Linked DNA regions of Sus scrofa: all the other regions are linked to region 5. The links are chromatin contacts, called in public HiChIP or PLAC-seq and promoter capture Hi-C maps. All regions are on one chromosome and are shown on one strand. The core of a region is the stretch at or near the end of the contact, and the rest is flanking DNA. Distances in the headings are between cores, read along the strand shown.

The links. Promoter capture Hi-C pulls out the DNA fragments that hold promoters and counts their contacts. HiChIP or PLAC-seq counts read pairs in DNA pulled down with a chosen protein or histone mark.
Region 1: an H3K27ac HiChIP or PLAC-seq map of skeletal muscle shows a contact between it and region 5, with 3 times the contacts expected there. The contact joins the promoter of PSMD9 here to the promoter of DIABLO in region 5. A contact is called at or near these places in 1 of 5 promoter capture datasets (liver) and 2 of 2 datasets of contacts at active chromatin or transcription factors (alveolar macrophages and skeletal muscle).
Region 2: an H3K27ac HiChIP or PLAC-seq map of skeletal muscle shows a contact between it and region 5, with 4 times the contacts expected there. The contact joins the promoter of WDR66 here to the promoter of DIABLO in region 5. A contact is called at or near these places in 1 of 5 promoter capture datasets (fetal skeletal muscle) and 2 of 2 datasets of contacts at active chromatin or transcription factors (alveolar macrophages and skeletal muscle).
Region 3: a contact with region 5 is called in an H3K27ac HiChIP or PLAC-seq map of alveolar macrophages. The contact joins the promoter of RSRC2 here to the promoter of DIABLO in region 5. A contact is called at or near these places in 1 of 5 promoter capture datasets (liver), 1 of 47 Hi-C or Micro-C datasets (brain) and 1 of 2 datasets of contacts at active chromatin or transcription factors (alveolar macrophages).
Region 4: a promoter capture Hi-C map of liver shows a contact between it and region 5, with 2.6 times the contacts expected there. The contact joins the promoter of TMEM120B here to the promoter of DIABLO in region 5. A contact is called at or near these places in 1 of 5 promoter capture datasets (liver) and 1 of 2 datasets of contacts at active chromatin or transcription factors (alveolar macrophages).

What each region holds. Positions count from the first base shown.
Region 1 is chr14:30,819,991-30,823,813 of Sscrofa11.1, forward strand. It overlaps PSMD9 (26S proteasome non-ATPase regulatory subunit 9), which reads right to left and starts at 2,145. Exons shown (of 6, transcript XM_003132874.5): 1 at 1,878-2,145. The coding sequence starts at 2,015.
Region 2 is chr14:30,791,226-30,795,382 of Sscrofa11.1, forward strand. It overlaps WDR66 (cilia- and flagella-associated protein 251), which reads right to left and starts at 1,637. Exons shown (of 23, transcript XM_013982831.2): 1 at 1,441-1,637; 2 at 1-71. The coding sequence starts at 54. PSMD9 (26S proteasome non-ATPase regulatory subunit 9) reads right to left here. Exons shown (of 6, transcript XM_003132874.5): 6 at 2,296-4,078. The coding sequence ends at 4,051.
Region 3 is chr14:30,240,191-30,244,248 of Sscrofa11.1, forward strand. RSRC2 (arginine/serine-rich coiled-coil protein 2) reads left to right here and starts at 1,873. Exons shown (of 10, transcript XM_013982805.2): 1 at 1,873-2,055. The coding sequence starts at 2,050. It overlaps KNTC1 (kinetochore-associated protein 1), which reads right to left and starts at 1,798. Exons shown (of 65, transcript XR_002338925.1): 1 at 1,557-1,798.
Region 4 is chr14:30,955,583-30,959,480 of Sscrofa11.1, forward strand. TMEM120B (transmembrane protein 120B) reads right to left here and starts at 1,768. Exons shown (of 13, transcript XM_021073234.1): 1 at 1,485-1,768. The coding sequence starts at 1,753.
Region 5 is chr14:30,496,916-30,500,699 of Sscrofa11.1, forward strand. It overlaps DIABLO (diablo, IAP-binding mitochondrial protein), which reads left to right and starts at 1,970. Exons shown (of 6, transcript NM_001190216.1): 1 at 1,970-2,072; 2 at 3,097-3,223. The coding sequence starts at 2,023.

The DNA.
Region 1 (3,823 bases), core at 895-3,394, 320 kb after region 5:
CGGCGTTGCCATGAGCTGTGTGTGGTGTAGGTCTCAGACACAGCTCGGATCCTGCATTGCTGTGGCTATGGCATAGGCTGGCACCTACAGCTCCAATTAGACCCCTAGCCTGGGAATCTCCATATGCCGAGGGTGCGGCCCTAGAAAAGACAAAAAGACCAAAAAAAAAAAAGGAGGGTCAGAGAGTTCCGTTCTGGCTCAGCAGAAACGAACCCAACTAGGATCCATGGGGATGTAGGTTCAATCCCTGGCCTTATTCAGTGGGTCGGGGATTCAGCGTTGCCATGAGCTGTGGTGTAGGTAGAAGACACAGCTCAGATCCCAAGTTGCTGTGGCTGTGGTATAGGCTGGCAGCTATAGCTCTGATTCAGTCCAGAGTCTGGGAACTTCCATATGCCTCGGGTGTGGCCCTAAAAACCAAAAGGGAAAAAAAAAAAAAATCAAACAAAAAAAGCACACAATGCCACAATCTGACATATGATCTTTAAAAAAAAGAGTCAACTTGGAGTTCCCACTGTGGCACACTTGGGAGTGCTAGGGCACAGGTTCAATCCAAGGCCCGGCACAGTGGAACGTTCTGGCATTGTCACAGGTGCGACTTACTTTGCAACTGTGGTTCAGATCTAATCCCTGGCCCCTGAGGGAAAAAAAAAAGGTGGGTCAACTCAAAGAAAAATATCAAGGGAATAATAGTACAGGTGGTTTACAGATACACCTGAAGTAAAAAAAAATATCTAAGGTGTGAGAAATTGCTGGCACAACTTAAAAGCACTGATTCTGGATTCAATAAGCATCAGATCTGAATCCCACTTTGTGAATTTGAGCAAGTGACTTCCCCTTTCTGAGCCTAAGGGTAACATACCAACTTCACAAAGTAGCTGAGAGGATTCCATGACATAACACATAAACCAGCACCCTTCAGGTAAATACTCAGCATACAGTACCCCAGCCTCCATATGATACTTCACCTTACTCCCATCACCTAAAATGCATTCCATTTGCCCCTTATAAGATGTGATTAATTTATTCTTCCTCTGCAAACTGATTTGTGGTTTTACATTAAGTGGCTTTGGAGCCAGAGAGACCTGGGAACTAGCCTCACCACTGCCACTTCCTACATGCATGACTCTAGGCCTCACTTTCCTCCTTATACCATAAGGATAACGAGAACTTCCTGTCGCTCAAAGCTCTGTCATGAGACCAGCGCCGTTAGCATCACTGGGAATTTGCTAAAAATGCATAGCTGCTTCCGCACACTGTCTCCCCATTAGAATCGGAATTTTAACAATGTCTCCAGGTAATTCGTACACACATTAAAGTTTAAGAAGCTCCAACATAAAGTGATTAAAAAAGCTCAGGACACAACAAGGGCTGATAGAGGTGATTATCACCTTGCCTGTGCAAACTAATTAGCTCTGTGACCTGAGGCAGGTTTAAGAAATGCCTCTGTTTCCCCAACCCTAAAATGGGGTAAACAGCAGAACACATTTCAAAGGATTGTTGGCAGTGGCGTTGGTGGTATAGTGGTGAGCACAGCTGCCTTCCAAAGGATCGCTGGGAGGACTAAACGAGTTAACCAATGTTTAGCGCTTAACACAGCGCCCAGAACCCAGCAAGGGCTCCATAAATGCTTGCTAGAACGTCAATACTAATTGTCCCAGTTATTCACGTTATTTGCCTCACTGCCTGCTACCGACAGAGGCCGCACTTGCAGCGCCTTGAGCCTCCCAAGCAGAACCAGATCCACACATGAGAGCTCAAGCAGGGACCGACCGCTTGAGCTCCCAGGCCTCCCAGGCCTCCCAGTTCCCAGGACCGCGTCAGGAGGCCTTGGGGCGGCTCCCACGCCCGCCCGGGAGCCCCGTGCCCACACTCACGCTCTCCAGCACGTCATAATTGGCTTTGATCTGCGCCTCGATCTCCTCCTTGCGCCGTATCAGCGCCTGAATGTCGCTTACAGTCACCCCGCTGGCCTCCGGGGAACCTCCGCTCTGCCTAGCCTCCTGCTCCGACATTGTGGACCTCGGTCCGGGATCCTGGACAGCCGGTTTTCCGGCTGCGAACGCCCGAGGAGACTGTAGCTACGGCTCCACCGGCGGGCCAAAACACCACCGCCATTCGCAGGCGCCAGGAAAAGAGGGGCGTGGCTTGTCAGAGGGCGGTGCCACCGGAAGCCACACCCTGCTGGAACACTTGGTACTGTGGTGACTAGTGGAGTGTGGGTATGACTGGTGGCTGTGGTATATGTCAGCAGCTGCAGCTCCAATTCAGCCCCTAGCCCCAGGACTTACAGATGCTGCAGGTGCTACAATAATAATAATAATTTATCAAATACTCATAATGCATCACACACTGTCCATATGTATTAATCAACAAACTCATAAAACCAGGATTATTATTATTACCCTCATTTGACAGCTGAAAAAACTATCTCAATAACCCACTTGCCCAACTAGCAAAATAAGCAGCCCAAATTTGAACCCAGCTTAATCAAACGGTGACATCTTTTTTTTTTTTTTTTTTTTTTTTTTGTCTTTTGTTGTTGTTGTTGCTATTTCTTTGGCCGCTCCCGCAGCATATGGAGGTTCCCAGGCTAGGGGTCTAATCAGAGCTGTAGCCACTGGCCTACGCCAGAGCCACAGCAACGCGGGATCCGAGCCGCGTCTGCAACCTACACCACAGCTCACGGCAATGCTGGATCCTTAACCCACTGAGCAAGGCCAGGGACCGAACCCGCAACCTCATGGTTCCTAGTCGGATTCGTTAACCACTGCGCCACGACGGGAACTCCCAAACGGTGACATCTTAACATGTGCCTCCTAATATGTTGCCCTGAATAGGACACAGCATCACTATGTAGCAGTCAAACATGTTTGTCCTGAATCCAATCATGAAAAACAGACAAACCCAATTTGAGAGACATTCCAAACAACTGACCTAAGCTCTTCAAAAAGGTCGTTATTGTGAAATTTCCACACAGAAGTTAGGCAATTGCCTAGATTAAAGACTAAAGAGGAGTTCCCTGGTGGCTCAATGGGTTAAGGATCCAGTGTTGTCACTGCTGTAGCTCGGGTTTTATCCCTTGCCCAGGAACTTCTGAATGCCATTGTTCACAAAAAACAAAACAAAAGACTAAAGAGACATAACAATTAACTAATTAAATGCAACATGTGATCCTTGATTGGATCCTGGTTCCCTCAAAAAAAAAAAACAAACTATAAAAGACATCTTTGGGACAACTGGGGAAATTTGAATATGGATAATATAGTACCAAAGTTAAATTTCCTGATTTTGATACCTGTAGTTATTTAAGATGATGTCCTTAGAATGACCTCTGTAGTATTTAGGGGCAAAAGAAGCAACTTACTTTCAAATGGTTTGGAAAAAAGTCCATACATATATTTGCAGACAAGAGAATGAAAATGTAAATATGACAGTGTAAATAATTGGTGTCTCCGGGTGAAACATAGAGGAACATTCTTTGTACTATCATTGCAACTTTTCTGTAAATTTGAAATTATTTCAAAATAAAAAGTTGCTAAAATAATCTTTACACACACAAAAAAATAGCACTGATTACATTAGGCCTCTTATATTTTGTTCAATTATCTCTTTTATATAAACTAAAATTTCTAACATTGACACCAAAAAAAAAGAAACAAAAAGACACAATAAATAAATGCAATGCATGATCCTTGATTGAATTTTTTTTTTTTTGTCTTTCTGCTATTTCTTTGGGCCACTCCCACAGCATATGGAGGTTCCCAGGCTAGGGGTCGAATCGGAGCTGTAGCCACCGGCCTACGCCAGAGCCACAGCAACG
Region 2 (4,157 bases), core at 387-2,886, 290 kb after region 5:
TATTTCTCCATATTCTTCTGTTTCCACCAGTGGGTTTTCCTCCGCATCTGACATTCTTCTCTGTGGAGTTTCTAGAGAAATTTTGAGAATAATCAGCAAGGCCCTCTGTTTCCCATTTGGATTCCCTGGTGCACAAATCTATCAATGGAACATACAACATCAGCACTGTTCCTTTCCACAGGAATGAAAAGAATGCCATATTCCTGGGAAAGCCTATCCCAAATCTTTCAGAATACTGACCCCAGAGAATTTCTACCGTGACACAGTGGATTAAGAATTTGACAGCAGCAACTCAGGTCACTGCGGAGGTACAGGTTCAATCCCAGGCCAGGTGCACTTGGTTAAGAACTCGGCATTGCCACAGCTGAGGCTCAGATTCAATCCCTGGCCCAGGAGCTTCCATATACCATGGGTAAGGCCATTTAAAAAAAAAAAAATGCGGAGTTCCCTTCATGGTGCAGTGAAAACGAATCTGACTAGGGACCATGAGGTTGCAGGTTCGATCCCTGGGCTCACTCAGTGGGTTAAGTATCCAGTGTTACGGTGAGCTGTGGTATAGGTCACAGACACGGCTCAGATCTGGCGTGGCTCTGGCGTAGGTCAGCTGCTACAGCTCTGATTCGACCCCTAGCCTGGGAGCTTCCATATGCCACGGGTGTGGCCCCAAAAAGACAAAAAAATAGTAATAATAATAATTGCCGGGGCCTCGTCTTTCTAGGAACAACTTTAAAGCCAGCTAAATCATTTTAAATATATTCATATTTCCACAAGCAGCAAAATGATAGCCCAGGCATTAGCAACAAACCGAATACTATGAATAAGGGAAGAAGCAGGTAGCTTAGGGGGTAAAAGTGTGGGCTTTCCAGTCAGCCTCTCCTAGCACTGAATCCCAGCTCCATCACTCAGCTGCTCTGTGACCACAAGCAAGTCACTTTAGCCCTCGGAGTTTCAATTTTCTCACAGGAAAAATAAAAACGATAACCCTGAGTTCTGGGGTTGCTGTGAAGATGAGAGAGATGACATGTGCAAAATGCTCAACACCGCTGCAACACAGAGTGCTAAAGAAATGCCAGCAATTGCTTAGAAAGTTTAAAAGACTTCTAACACATCCTCTCGTTTACTCCTTACAGCAAATTTGAGCCAAGCTCTGGGAGGTGACTTACCCAAGATCAAACAGCTATGAGCAAACCTCTCCCACGCTCAGTTCAGCCATTTGAAAAATTATTGCTATGATTTCAAGTCCAGGGCTCTTAGCACAGACTCTTTCGACTGTCAAACTCTGCCAATGACTCTTGCTGAAGGGGTGGCGGAGGCGGCAGAGGTGGGCTAGAGGGAGGGTGGCTCTTCCTCCAGCTCAAGTCTCCCTGGAAATGCCCCAGGCCCGGCGCAGGTTGAGTGAGAGCCCCCCGTATTCCCACGGAGGCCCCGCTCTAGACTCACCGAGTGCCGCGACCCTGTTCCTCAAAAGCCGAAGTCTTCCGCGGCCTGGACAATTCGTCCACCTCCCGGCCCCTAGGGGCAGCTGCTTTCTCCTCCACGTGCTCCCTAGTTACGGTTGCCACCCAAGCCCCGTCCCCATGGTGACCGCCGCCGCCGCCGCCGCCGCGGGCGACGGGCCGTAAAGCGAGAGGGCTGGACAGTGGTCACGTGTCCGGAAAGCGGCGAGAACGGGTCCGCACGCCGCCTGCCGGTCCCCGCAGAGACAGGCGCCGCCGCGACTTCGGCGTGAAAATTGGCTGCCTTTCCTCCCCTCCCATTCTCTCCAGTTTTTCCCATGGTGCCCCCCGCCGCCCCCGCCGAGACGCCGCAGCGGCCAATCCTAGCAATTCTGCCTTTCTGAAGGCTTGACAAAATTAAGTACGAACTGTTTGGTAGAATTCTCTTGTCAAAAACAAACTAAATTTCCCGGTCTCATAGATGCGGCACCCATCTGTCCAACACCGCTTCACCCGGGGAACTACACGCTGTGTAGAAAATTACAGTTGGTTGGGATTAAATACTACACAGGTTACATTGGCTTGCGGTTTTTATCACAAAGGGTTTCTGCCAAACTAGTGTGGTTAAATCTATTAGGATGATTCCACCGCAGATTGACTCCACTAGAATCTCACAAAGTCAGCCCACCTGCGTAGCCATTCTGTGATTTCCGAAGGGAGACGTAGGAAACCATCCAAAAGCACTGATGCAAAATGCTGTGCTGCTAGCATCTTAGGATATGAATGATTCTCCCCTTCCCACCTCCGTACCCCAATGCTGGGTTGATTCATTTGCATACATCTCAAAAAGCAAAAAGGATTACTGGATGCGACAAGTTGTGTTTATTATAGTCTAGGGCTTAGAAAAATCGGTTTGAAAACACTTGGAATTAGAACAATTTAAACAGCAAACATTGGTCAACACAGCACATCTATGGCTACAAAGGGGGTATAGACATGGATGTTTGACTGGAGTACACAGCTGGGAGGAATACACTCAACAGGAAGGCTTTCCAGTTGGGCATGAGTACCCACAGCTAGTACAGCCCAGTACTGACTCCTGTCAGGGCAAGCTGGTATCTGTGTCCAACCCAAGCAAATCCAGTCACAGGGAACCCAGGCATGCCTCAGCAGAATAGGTCAGATGCCCCCTGAAAACAGAAAGTGATCTCCAAGAACTGTGGAAATAAACACTGTGATACAGTGCAGAGAGAAAGTAAGACAGGGTGTCACTAGGAATCACGGAAACTCATTTTGCCGCGTTAAAGAGAGAAAATAAAAGGAAGGAGGAATTAAGAGTTTTCAAGAATACAGGTCAGCATGCACTGCTGGTTCCCATCAGCAGTGTCAATGGACCTCAGCAGTCTACAAAACAGTGCTGAGTGTGGCCAAGGAGGTTCAAGTACAGAAAGTCAAATTAGAAGCAAACTTGCCTGGTCTTTTATTCCAGAAGTGGAAGGAGTTTGCTGCCCTCTGGTGGGTTACAGAAGAAGAAGCTAACACCGTCCTGGGCTACCAGGGGTGCATCCTGGTGTGTGTGTGCGTGTGCGTGTGCGTGTGCTTTTTAGGGCAGCACCTGTGACATATGAAGGTTCCTAGGCTAGGGGTCCAATTAGAGATACAACTGCTGGCCTACACCACGGCCACAGCAACATCAGATCTGAGCCACGTCTGTGACCTGCACCACAGCTCACAGCAATGCCGGATCCTTGACCAACTGAGCGAGGCCAGGGATCGAACCCGAAACCTCATAGATCCTAGTTGTATTCGTTTCTACTGCGCCACAATGGGAACTCCTCTCTATTCTTTTTTTAATTTTTTTTTTTTTTTTTTTTTTTTTTTTTTTTTTTTTTTTTGGCCACAGCAATGACTCAAGCCACAGAAGTGACAACACCAGATGCTTAACCCACTAAGCCACATGGGAACTCCTAGCTTTCCCTATTATTAAAGGGAGCAGTTGTGACCCTGGAAGCCCAACTGCTGAGGATGCAATATCTGTATCCAGAGTAGCAATGGTACAATGCAAACTCAGACACAGTGCAGCCTGTCTGGAAATCCCATTCCCTAAAGGATGGTGTTTCTGAGATGTCGTTGGTCAAATCCTGACTTTAGCACAACTGTTGGTTTGTTCTGCCCAACTTGCTATGAAGATAACCTAACTTTCATCTGAGCTTTGACTTGAGAGGTCCAAAGACAATTCAGCTGAGGTGATAACATGGTCATATCAGTACTGTAAAATGGTGTTTATTTGAGAAAAAAAACCAAAATTTCTATAAGAATAAAATCATATCAGCACCTGCCAGGATAACTCCAGCCCACTTGCTCACAATCCAGAGGACTCTTATTTAGGGGCATGGCCTGATTTGCAAAAGATGCTAAATACAAATCAAGTTTTTAACAATGCCTTAATCCTGAGAGGTTTCATTGGGAGGCCACAGCATTTCCACCACCTAGTTCAGGCTTCCAGTCTCTTCCAGATCCTTAAGCTTCAGGGAAAGAAGAAGAGGAGGAAATGCCCACTAGACCAAGTCTGGGCAACGGAAGATGCTTTCCTGTTTCTGTTCCCCAGGGACAATCATCTTTGCAAAGGAATAATGTTGCAGCTGGAAGGAAAAAAGAAAAGGAACGTGGTAAGTTTCATTCTTTTAAAGTAAATGCCCAGTTAACAAAAGAACCAGACCG
Region 3 (4,058 bases), core at 623-3,122, 260 kb before region 5:
CTTCCCTTGGGATACAACAGGGAACAAACAGACAACAAGCCCTATCTTCATGGAATTGAGTCTGATGAGGAAGGAGACAGTCAACAAGCAAGCCTTCTCTGGGTCTCCCAGCCCCTTTGTTGGGCTGCTCCCTTGCATGTTATTCTCCCTTAAATATCATCCTTGAAACTCTCATCAGGTGTCTCTGGATCTCCTTGCCCCGCCCCCACCCCCCCCCCCCCCCCCCGGCTGTGCCCCCAAGTGTCCCTCCTAGTCTCCCTCAAGGATCTGGGCATTCTGTTCTCCCTAGTTCCTAGGCTAGGGGTTGAATTGGAGCTACAGCTGCCAACCTACACCACAGCCACAGCAACGCAGGATCTGAGCCTTTTCTGTGACCTACACCACAGCTCACAGCAACGCCAGATCCTTAACCCACTAAGTGAGGCCAGAGACTGAACCAGCATCCTCACTGACACTAGTTGGGTGCTTAACCCACTGAGCACAATGGGAACGCCCAAGAAAAGAGTTCTTAATAGAAGTGTAAACAGGAGTACAGAAACAACGCATATTAGAATAAACAAGAGCTTTAATGGCTATGTTTGGGTGGTAGTTGGGAGGAGATGGGAAGGAAAGGTTGGAGTGAAAATTTTCATGGGTCTCAGTGTCCTATCTCTGTAAAAATAGTTAAATAGTGTCAGCCTCCCAGGTCTGTCACACTCAACTCTTTCAACAACTGTTTATTGAATGCCTAATACATACCAGTCACTGTTCTAGGAGCTGAGAATACAGTATGAAATTTATATTCTCACAGGAAGGACATACAAAAATAAAATATACTGCGGTATTGAGTAGGCAATGAAGAGTGAATGAATCACTCTTTTAATCTACACAACAACCCACTTTACAGCTGAGAAACATGAGTCAGGGACTAAGTAAATGGCCAAGGTCACCTAAAGCGAATTGATGATGTAGCTATACTCATCTGCGAATTTGTAGACTCAAATTCACACCAGCTGTTAACTATTATACTGCATAATTACAAAGAGTGTACAAAAGAAGGGGGGGAGGAACGCCTAAGAAGGACCTGTTTGGCAACTGTAGACATGTGGGCAGAGACCCTAATACCAAGAAGTCAACTATGCAAAGCTCAGGGGGAACAAAGATGCAGGCCCGGTGCAAAGGCTCAGAGGATGGACTGAGTTTGGGGCGGCTGCCAGGCCTGAGCAAGAATGGAAAAGTGCGGGAACTAGATAGGTGGAGCTAAGTGAATCCCCAATCTCAAGACTGGGTTAAATCCTCAGTGCTAGGGAGGGAAAGATGACCAGGAACGTGATTTTATTAACGATTTGAGATTACACTGGCTGCCGGGTGAAAAGATGAACGAATTAGGCAAAAACAGTTTCAGCAAGGCCTTCAGGCCGTAAATGCTCTCAGCTGGACACCGGGGCCAGCAAGAACCCAATCTCTCTCCCGCCAGCGTCTAGTGGGGAAAACACCCCGGACTGAGCTGAGGCCTCTGCTACTTCAACATAAGCCCACCCCCCGCAAGCTACAACAGCGCGGTTCCCCCTCCTCACCCGCAATTGAAGAAACTAAAGAACAGTCAAGTTTACAGCCCCTCTTCGGACACCCACAGCGGCTCCTAGACGCGTCAGGGCCCATCCCACAGGTTTAAATTGGCGGGAGATCACCAAGCCCAACCCCTTTTACGGCAGCCAGCGGAGGCCAAGATTGCTTAAGAATCGAAATAGGAAGTCGCCCCACCCTAAATTCCACCGGTTCCGAGAACCAGGAAACTGCATTCTAGGGTGTGTTCTTGGCCCCGCCCCATCCCTGGCCTTACACGCCCCCTTCAAAAGAACAACCAATCACCGTTGAACAGCGTTGCTACAGAAACTCATCACCACCCCTTTTCCTCCCAGCAGGCTGTGCGACGCGCCGGGCCTTAGCCCGTTTGTGCCATCCGGGTCTCTCGTTCGAGCGATTCAGTCTGTGGCGAATCGTCTAGGCGGCCGGTACTGTGGAAAGCGGCAAGTGGAGGCGCCGCTCCAGCGGCCAGGACTGTGGACTATGGCGGTAGGTGCCGAATCTGAGTTTAAAGTCAGGGATGTTTCTCTGCTACTGTCCGAAGAAGGGATGAAGGGCTCCCAGAGCTGTTGTCCGAGCTTGTGTGTGGACAAAATGGCGCCGCGGCCTTCTTCTGCGCCCGCCATCATGGCTGCCTCCTTTAGGGAGGGGGAAGTGAGGCGGTGTCGTTGGGGGTGGGGAGCCGCAGGGAGTGTCTTTTTTTTCCAGAACTTTCCTCATCTCTTTCCCAGCTGTGTGTTCTTTTTGGCCCACCGAACTGACTGCAGTTTAGCTTAGTCTAGTGATTTATATTGAATTTTGTTAGGGCTTAGGCATTTATATGTTCGCGGTGGGACCTGGAGTCGTCCGTGAAAAGTGTTGGGTCATAAAGGCGGTGCCTGTAAGGGATAGAAACGTGGGGGGCGAGCGGTCTTGTAGCGTTTTTGTTTTTAGTTTTTTCCTTTTTTGCCTGAGTGCTAGGAGGCGATTCCAGTTGCATAATTTCCGTTAGTGTTCCATCTGTGTACTTTAGTTTATTCCTTAGCAGCTAGATAACGTGTTTCTGGAAGGGAGTAAAAATTCGATTTAATTAAGAGAAGATTTTGGCACTACGAATTCTGATTGATGCTCTGTTTCCGAAGTGGCTTTCGATGCAGTCATTTTGAAGTCTGAGAAACATAATCCAGCCCTGTCGCTGACGTTGTTACTTTAAACTTAAGAGTTCTTCATTGGCCCATTTAATTTTAAATGGAGAGTACGGTTCTTAAATCACCACTTTCGAAAAATAAACCTTCTTTGGGTATAAGATGTCCAGTCCTGATAGATCACATTATTGTGTGATTACTTCCTTTTACTTATCCTGTTAAAAGAAAAATGCGAGAATTTTGTATTCTTTTTCCATTGACTAAAAAGTTGTATTTTCTTGTTTTTGGAAATGAAGCATAAGTAAAACCTTGTAGCTCATCCTAATCACTGGAGTACCTGGAATTTAGAAATCATGGAAGATCCTCCCTCCTCCCATGCCCAGTTGATTTGATTTAGAACCCCTTTTTTTATTAACCGATTTAGAACTAGTTTGAAATCGCTTGGCAGGCTATTTGTGCAGCTAGTCGATGGGGTGTTTTTCTTTGTTTAAATCGTGTTTGGGGCCTCTTAATCTACTTTAAAGAATAGTATTATTTTATTTGGGCTCAAATATTTTTTAAAAACAGTTCAAACATTTGTTTCTGCAGTGCCTCCTTCAGTAAAAAAAAATCCCCTGGAGAAGTGGCCTACTATTAAATCCAGTGTACCTTCTTTGCACTGGAAAGAGATTCCTATGCTATGTCTTGAGTGTTATCAGGGTTTTAAAGAAGACGTAATTTTTTTAAAAACATGGTGTTTTTCTAATAGAGCACATGCTGGAATGGAGAGCATTTTTGCATTTAGCCTTTAAGATTTGCTTGTAGGTCCTTCCTCAGTTGAAATCTTAGGCATTTTCAAAGAAGTTTTCATACTTAATCGATTTTACCTGGATACTTTTTGATATGCTACCATAAGTAATAAAAGTCTTGCTTGGGCTAAGTGGCCACTTATTCATGTCTTTTTAGTGATATAGTGGTTTTTGTTTTCCTATAGTATTTCTTAACAGATGAAAATGTTTAGTGTAAGTTATTGCAGAGTGCTTTCTCCTAAGTCAAGAGTATTTGACTTCCCTATTTCGGGGCTTCTGTGATGTTAAGCATGTAGTTAAAGTATTAACTGAAAACTTAACTGACTGGGCTAGTCGCTGACATTTCCATGGGAAGGTTTTTGACTCTAGTCATGATGTCTGTAAAAGTGAATGGAGATATGCTGGTGATTCAGGAAAGCTGCATCTGTTGGGCAGAAAAGTGGCCTGCCCAGAGATGATAACAGTGCATAACGTTTTTGCTACTCTTTTGCTAAGTGTAACTTTACCAACACATAGTCTTTGTAGTCCTTAAGAATAGTGGTGAGAACAAGAATGAAAGAAAAATGACCAATGTTAGTTT
Region 4 (3,898 bases), core at 518-3,017, 460 kb after region 5:
GGGAACTAAGCCCTGGACCTGAAGGAAAGGACACAAATCCACACATGCTGGACAGGATAAGAAAGGTCATGGCTCAGCGGAAATGAATTTGACTAGCAACCATGAGGATTCAGGTTTGATCCTCAGCCTCGCTCAGTAGGTTAAGAATCTGGCATTGCTGTGAGCTGTGGTGTAGGTCACAGACCCGGCTCAGATTCCAAGTTGCTGTGGCTGTGGTGTAGGCCAGCAGCTGTAGCTCCGATTCAACTCCTAGCCTGGGAACCTTCATATGCTGTGGGTGTGGCCCTAAAAAGACAAAAAAAAAAAAATGCGTACCTTTCTGGATCTGGTCCCTTACTCTCTGAGCATGCCTCAAACAGTACCCTTCCTTCTCAATCTCTTCAGCAACCCTCTCTCTATTCATCAGGACCTAGAAAGACTCATCACAGACACCCTTGCCAATCTCCCTGCTCCCTCCTCTGGACACAGTAAGAGGCCAACCAACTGCAGGTAAGAGCTACATGGACAGGAAATGTCACTGCTCCAGCTGAGGCTAGGAAGGAGTGGGCTGCTGGTGCTCCACATGATTTCAGGCAAACAGAGCCCAATTCTGGAGAAAACAAACACAATCCAGTAGCTCCGGAGGGAACAGCCCCATCTCCAAAAACTGCCCAGACATCCCTCTTGGCCAACCCCAAGGTTTCTTAAGGTGTCTCTGGTTAGCAGAAAAGGTGGCTGAGGCCTCTGTGAACCTCCTATCAGGCCATACTCTCAAGGGGCCTCTCTTACACCCACCCTCACCCCACCCAGTATAAGACCCTGGGCCAAAGGGGTGAGAGCTGAGCCCTCTATCACTTAGGGAAGCAACCTAGGTCAGAACTGACAGATGTCATCCACAACGCCAAACTCGGCCTGTAGCAGCGTCAGAGAGACAGACACAGACACAGGAGCCCCAAAGACTGAGAACAGGGTCTCTCACCCTTACGCAAAGCTTGTGGGTTCAAGGTGAATGGCTCCCAAGCACATCTACCAAAATAGAGTTGCAGAGGACCGGGCTGCCCCGCCAGAGTAAAGGGGGACCTCAGCTGCCAAAACAGCTGGTGGGCGGCAGTGAGGTTTGGGGAGACCCTGGGGGAGATGGGGGCTGGGCTTGCACTTTGAGTCCCGGCACATACCTGTCCCCTCAGGCCTCCCCAACATGGACACGCCTGGAACTTCCCCTCAGAGGCCACCGACCAACTTTCTACAGCGAAGGAGGTGTACGGAGCAAAGAGCCGGTGCGAGGGCGGGGGAATCCAGGGCTTCGACCCGGCGCCCCAGGTGGATGAAGAAATGAAGTCCAGGGAGACGAGAGGGAGCTGGCCCACGAGGACCACCAGCCCCCAGGGCCTAGCCGGGGAAACCCTCTGGGCCCTGCTGGTTCCCCCTGTCCTGGCTGGCGAAGCAGGAAGGGGAATACACTACACGTCAGGTAGCAGTTTCGGGACCAGGTGGCCCGGTCCTACCTGCAGTTCCTGAAATTCTCCCTCCAGCTCATGCCACTCGCGCTCGCAACGCTCCAGCTGGCCGGACATGGTGCAGCGGTGCGAGGCGGCGGCGGTGGCTCCCGCAGCGTGGCGCGGCGGGCCACCAGCACCTCACGCCAGTCCGCTCGCCGGCCGCCTTCAGAGGCACCAGCTGTTCCTGCGCAGCCGGAGCCACGCGCGCACCTGACGTCACAGCCCCCGCCCCGGCTCCCGCCCCACCCCCTCTCCGGGAGGCAAGCCCCGGGCATGCGCACGCACCTCCTCCGGCTCCGCCCCCGCACGCCGCGCGCCTGCCGGGCGATTGCTGTAGCTTTGCAGGATTTGGCACACTCTGCAGCTACCCCCTTGGGAATGCTTCTCCGCCTCCAGAATCTCTCTGGCCTGGTTCTGGGCCGGGTGTGTGTGTCTTGTCCGCAAGCCGCATTCATAGAGCTTATTTTACTTAGATCGCGTGTATTTGAAGGGCTAGGGTCGAAAGGGAAAAAGGAAACGGGAGAAGTGAAAGGTCACCACCCCTTGGCATTGCCTTCACTGAGCCAAAGCCAACGACAGCCTATAATTCTAGAACTGATATTGACCGTCCAGCAAGGTCGCCAGGCAGCGCAGGGCAGCGCCCTGTCATCTCGTATTGTCATTATTTACTGCAACTAATACATCCTAGATCCTGCCCTCTAAGACTCTGGGTCACTCTCTTGACAGCTGTTTCTGTCAATCAAACAACACAACCATCTCAATGCTAACTGAATCCAAATTCCGTCCTCAGCACGATCCTGCAAGATTTATCCCTGCCTAGCTTTCCAGTGACATTTCCTTTCTCACCCACCCTAGATCAATACTCTCCAGCCACATTTTTTTCTTCCTGCCCTTGCCTGGAACAGTTTTCCCTCTAAATGTTCATATGGTTGCCTTTTTCTCATCATTCTAGCCTTAGGTCAAATAATACCTGTATTAGTTTCCTAGGGCTGCCCTAACCACAAACTGGATGATGTCCCACAAACTGAGTGGCTTAAACAGAAATGTATTCTCTCACAGTTCTGGAGGCTAGAAGTGAGAAATCAAATCGGCAAGGTCATGCTCCCTCTGAGACTCTGGGTAGAATCTTTCCTTGGTTCTTCATAGCTTAAGGTGGTGGCCATCAATTCTTAGCATTCCCTGGCTCTCACTTCACCTCTCCAATCTCTGTCTCTCTTTACATGGCCTCCTTCCCTGTGTGTCTGTCTCTGTGAGTCCTTTCCTCTTATAAGGACACAAATCTCCTTGGATTAAGAGTTCACCCGACTCCAGCATGAACTCATCTCAGTTTAACTAATTATATTTGCAAAGACTGTAGTTCCAAACAAGGTCACTTCTGGTATCCTCTTGTGGTGCAGCAGGTTAAGGATCAGGTGTTGCAGCAGCTCAGGTCATTTCTGTGGCTTGGGTTCAAGTCCCTGGCCCCAGGAACTTCCACATGCTGCAGGCATTGGCAAACAAAACAAAACAAAAACAAATAAGGTCACTCCTGATGTAGTGGGTATTACGATTTCGACATATCTTTCTGAGGGACACAGTCAACCTGTAACAACCTCTGGAAAAACAAACAAACAAAAAAAAAAACCTTTTCCTGAACACCCAGAGGTTCAAGTCTCCTCTCAGTCACTTATATATTATCTGTTTCATTTCCTTCTTCTTCTTCTTCCTTTTTTTTTTTTTTTTTTTTTTTTTTTGTCTTTTTGCCTTTTCTAGGGCCGCTCCCACAGCATATGGAGGTTCCCAGGCTAGGGATCTCATTGGAGCTGTAGCCACCGGCCTACACCAGAGCCACAGCAATGCAGAATCTGAGCCACATCTTCAACCTACACCACAGCTCACAGCAACACCGGATCCTTAACCCACTGAGTGAGGCCAGGGACCGAACCCACAACTTCATGACTCCTAGTCGGATTCCTTAACCACTGCACCACGACGGAAACGCCCTCATTTCCTTCTTAAAAGTTACCACTATATGAAGGTGTTTGTCTCCGTGCTGTATGTTTCCCTCCATGATTGTGTAATCTTCATGAGACCTTAGGGATCTCATTTCTGTCTTGGTTGTCACTGGATCCCCAGGGCAAATACTTGGTGATGGAATAAAAATTAAAGATCATATACTACAGAGGTCCTCAATTTTGGGGGGTTCACAGATGCCTCTAAGAACTCTAAATGGAGAGTATGCACATAAGCACACAGAAAAATACTGGCAATTCCCCCCCCCCTTTTTTTTTTTTTTGGTCTGGCCATGCCTATGGCATGTGGAAGGTCTTGGGGCCAGGGATCAAACCTTTGCCAAAGCAGCAACCTGAGGCACTGCAGTGACAATGCTGGATCCTTAACCTGCTGAGCCAGAGAGGAACTCCGGCAATCCTTAACAGAGG
Region 5 (3,784 bases), core at 720-3,219:
TGTCTCACACACACACAGGAATGCTCGAACTTGCATGTTTTTTAAGACAACAGCTTTTGCTTTAGTTGGGCAATCTTAAGTGAATGTTTTATGTACCGTGGTTCTTGTCTGAGACTCTAGGATGGGACTTCTTTTAGCGGGAGTAAGAAAAGCATTTGGACTATGTCCCATCTGCAGTGTTTAGGAAAAAAGACAAGAGAGGCGTGAAATGCCCCCTAGTGTGCCCCTTGCTCAGCCCATCTAAGTCCGGAGCTTTTTGGGGAACCTCAGAGCTCTGGGGACCGTGATGGTGACACAGGCAGAGGGTGTGCAGAGTTGCCAGCTTCCGAACTGGCCTGGGATCGCCTGTGCGCAGCTCCCTGATAGCTCAGGGACCACGTGGAGATTGTGATTGGTCTCTAGACCACACCTAGTTGGTGAGAGCAGCTGCTGCCTGAAAATCCCTCAGCTCTACTGACATCACTGGAAAGTGCACACAAGCCTACCTTCAGACACCAGACCAGAGAGGGACCGTGGAGCTGCCCTGGTGGAGGAGCCGTTCAAACTTTGTTGAGTGAGTGAAATGGGGAGAGGGGGATGCTGGTGGCTGGCATTGAGGGGAGCTGGGCAGGGCAGCAGTGGAGGTAAAGAACTGGTTTGTGATTGTTACCATCTGATTCCATCTGTGGTGGAAGAGATGGGGCTGGAGCAGGTGCACAAGAGCCCGATGGGGAAGGAGATGAGCCCAGAATCCAATTGATACCCACCTCTTGGCACTCTGATCCTGGCTGGCCAGAAGGGCAAGCATGCCTGGCCACAAAGCAGGGATCCTCAGACTCGTGTGTACTAATAAGCCTTGGGGCTAGAGGTATTGCAGGGGGGGCTGCTTTCTTTTCTTCCCCTCCCAAGCAGTGCCGACAGCCAGGGGTGCAGCTTGAGTGATGGCAAAAGCAAGCTTTATTCCACCAGCCCATTAGCAGCACTCACAACATTAAAAATGCAGGAGGTGGATGGGAAGAGAAGGCTGAGGATGAAGACCAGTGCAGCGGCGGCGGGGGGTGGGGGGGGGCTGGTAACAACCAGGCTTCTCTCCTCTAAGCCCAGGTCCAGGTCGGGAGCAGAAGAATGAGGGGAACTTTCAGTTTAAAAGAATTCTGTAGTGTAAATACAGTGTCCAGTGATTGCTATGAAGAAAATCAGCACTTTGGGTTTTCTTCACCTTAAGAAAAGTGTTTACTCTTTAGAGGGCCGGGACCTAGTCTAGCCCCCTGTATCCTCAGTGCCTAAACAGTGCCTGGCTCAGCAGCGCTTGTTCAGTGTCCAGCAGAGGGTGGGCAAGGGAGGGAACCATCCTCTTTGCGTGCTCAGGGTCTCCCGGGTGCCCCTGCCCGCAGGTCCTCGGGCCTCCCGCGCAGGGCGATGCCGGCCTCGTCCACCATCCACGTGCTGCAGCTGCTGCGAGAGCTGCTGGCCTTCGTGCTCCTCAGCTACACCGTGCTCATCGGGGCGCTGCTACTGGCCGGTTGGACCACCTACTTCCTGGTGCTGAAGTGACAGCGCCGCATCCCAGCTCCCCGCCCCTCCCGCCCCCAGTCGCCTACGCCACCCTTCCCCCCCACCCCCACCCCCGCCGTCCCGGAGCTGCTCGTTCTGTGGCCTCTGTCCTGCCGGACCCGCAAGGCTGACTAACGAGAGAATCCTCCGCCTCACGGCCGGGCCGGGGCTGCCTCTCGAGGAGAAGCCCCGGGCCCCGATTCAACCACCCCTCAGGACAGCCGACTTCGCTCCGTCTGCTCCGTGCCCTCAGGCCCAGAGTCCGCCCAGCCAGAAGCGGAAGCTCGGGCGGTTGGGTGTTCTGCGAGGCCGTTACAGCCGTTACCCTCAGCCCCGCCCTTTCCTCCCCGTCTGTCCAATCCCGACTGCGTCACGGGGTGGGGGCGTGACCATGGGCCCAGGCCCACCCAAGTAGCGCCCGCGCCCCGCCCCCGGCTCACGAGGTGGCGTCACTTCCGACGTGTGCGTCCGGCGTCCGCCTTCCGCGGGATGGCGGCTCTGCGGAGTTGGCTGTCGCGGAACGTAGCTTTCTTCTTCAGGTACCGCTACGGTTGTATAGGAGGTCAGGGTCGAACCAAGAGAGTTGATGCTGAGAGCGCCGTGACCGACCGCAGCCCCGGCCCTACGGGCGAGCAGTTTCCTTTTCGGCCGAGCGGGTCACGGCGTCCCGCCTCTCTCGGCCGAAGACGTCCCGCCTCTGCCCGGGTCCGGAGGTCTCCCGCTTGCTGGGCTAGGCCCGGGCTTCCTCTCTTCCCGGCGGCTTTTTCGTCATTCCACCTACTGAAAGCGAATTTCCCCAACCTTGGGCTTTCTTTTAGGGGGCTCAAGGTTTGCCCGCGAAGTGACTCCCGTTGGCGCATCGAAGTCAATGGGGAGAGTAGAGGGAGAGCCCCGGGCAGGCGGCAGACCTGGAGGAAGTTTTCCCTGAGGGCAGAGGAACCCCAGGAACAGAGTCTCCCTGCGAGTCCTGTTCCCTACGGCCTCTAGGCTCCTCTCTCAGTGCCTGCGAGCTCCAGGTGTTGTGTCTCAGGGAGCATGAGACACCTTGCAGCCTAGGGTAGAGGACCAGACTTAATCTTCCCTGTAGAAAGCATTTTAGTATGAGATTTTTAAAAGCTTTGAGACACCTTTTAAACGTTCACACCTGGTACCTCTTAAACTCTGAAATCTTTCAGCCCGCATTCCCGCACGGTCATGGTTCTCAGGAGCCAAGTAGCGGTTGCTGATTTCTGCGAGTCCGGGCCTTTCCTGTCCACCACCCTCCCCTTCCCACGGAAGGCCATCCTACATCGTCATTTAAGTTCCACCGTGGCCCGAGTTTGAGTTTCCAACCCCTGCAGATAAATTGAAAAGATTTTTACAGATTGGTGGTTGTGCGGGCTCCTGCCATGGCACGGTGGGTTAAGAATCCGACTGCTGCAGCTCAGGTTGCTGCGGAGGCACGAGTTCAATCCTTGGCCCAGAAACTTACATATGCCACAGATGTGGCCATTTAAAAAAAAACAAAACAAAAACAAAACAGATCGGTGGTTGTGCCTTATTAAATTTGACTTCTGTTTCTAGGTACAGACAATGTGTTCCAGTCGTGGCTAACCTTAAGAAGCGCTGTTTCTCAGAACTGATAAGACCATGGCACAAAACTGTGGTGGTTGGACTTGGGGTAACCCTTTGTGCAGTTCCTATTGCACAGGTAAACTGTCTTGTCACTCAGTGTTTCTTGTTTTAGTGTATTGTGTCTTCTTGAAGTCTCAAGTGGGCACTGAAACATCTAACTAGCTCTCATGGTTTTACCCATGCATCCCATACATCCCCATGTGATCATATACTTTCTTCTATACCAGCATCATCTTTTAGAGTTGAGCTAATGTTATATTAATATTTTCATTTTGATAGTTTCATTTGGTAGGAACAATATGTCAAGTTCACCAAATTTTATAAAGAGGGAAGAAAGGAAAGAGCATATGACAGTATCAGCAAAATAGTCTTTCAACAAAAATTTATTGGGCACCTTTTTTTTTTTTTTTTTTGGCCTTGTGAGGCATGTGGAAGTTCCTGGGCCAGAGACTGAACCTGAGCCACATCAGTGCAACCTTGAATCCTAAACTACTAGGCCACCAGGGAACTCCTATTGGGCAAGTTTTACGTGCCCTGCATTGAGACCGTAAGAGCACATCAAAGTTTCTGCTTTCATAAAGCTTAACATTTTGGAGACAAGGAAAAGGAGAAAGTGGAATGAGAGAGAAACAGTAAT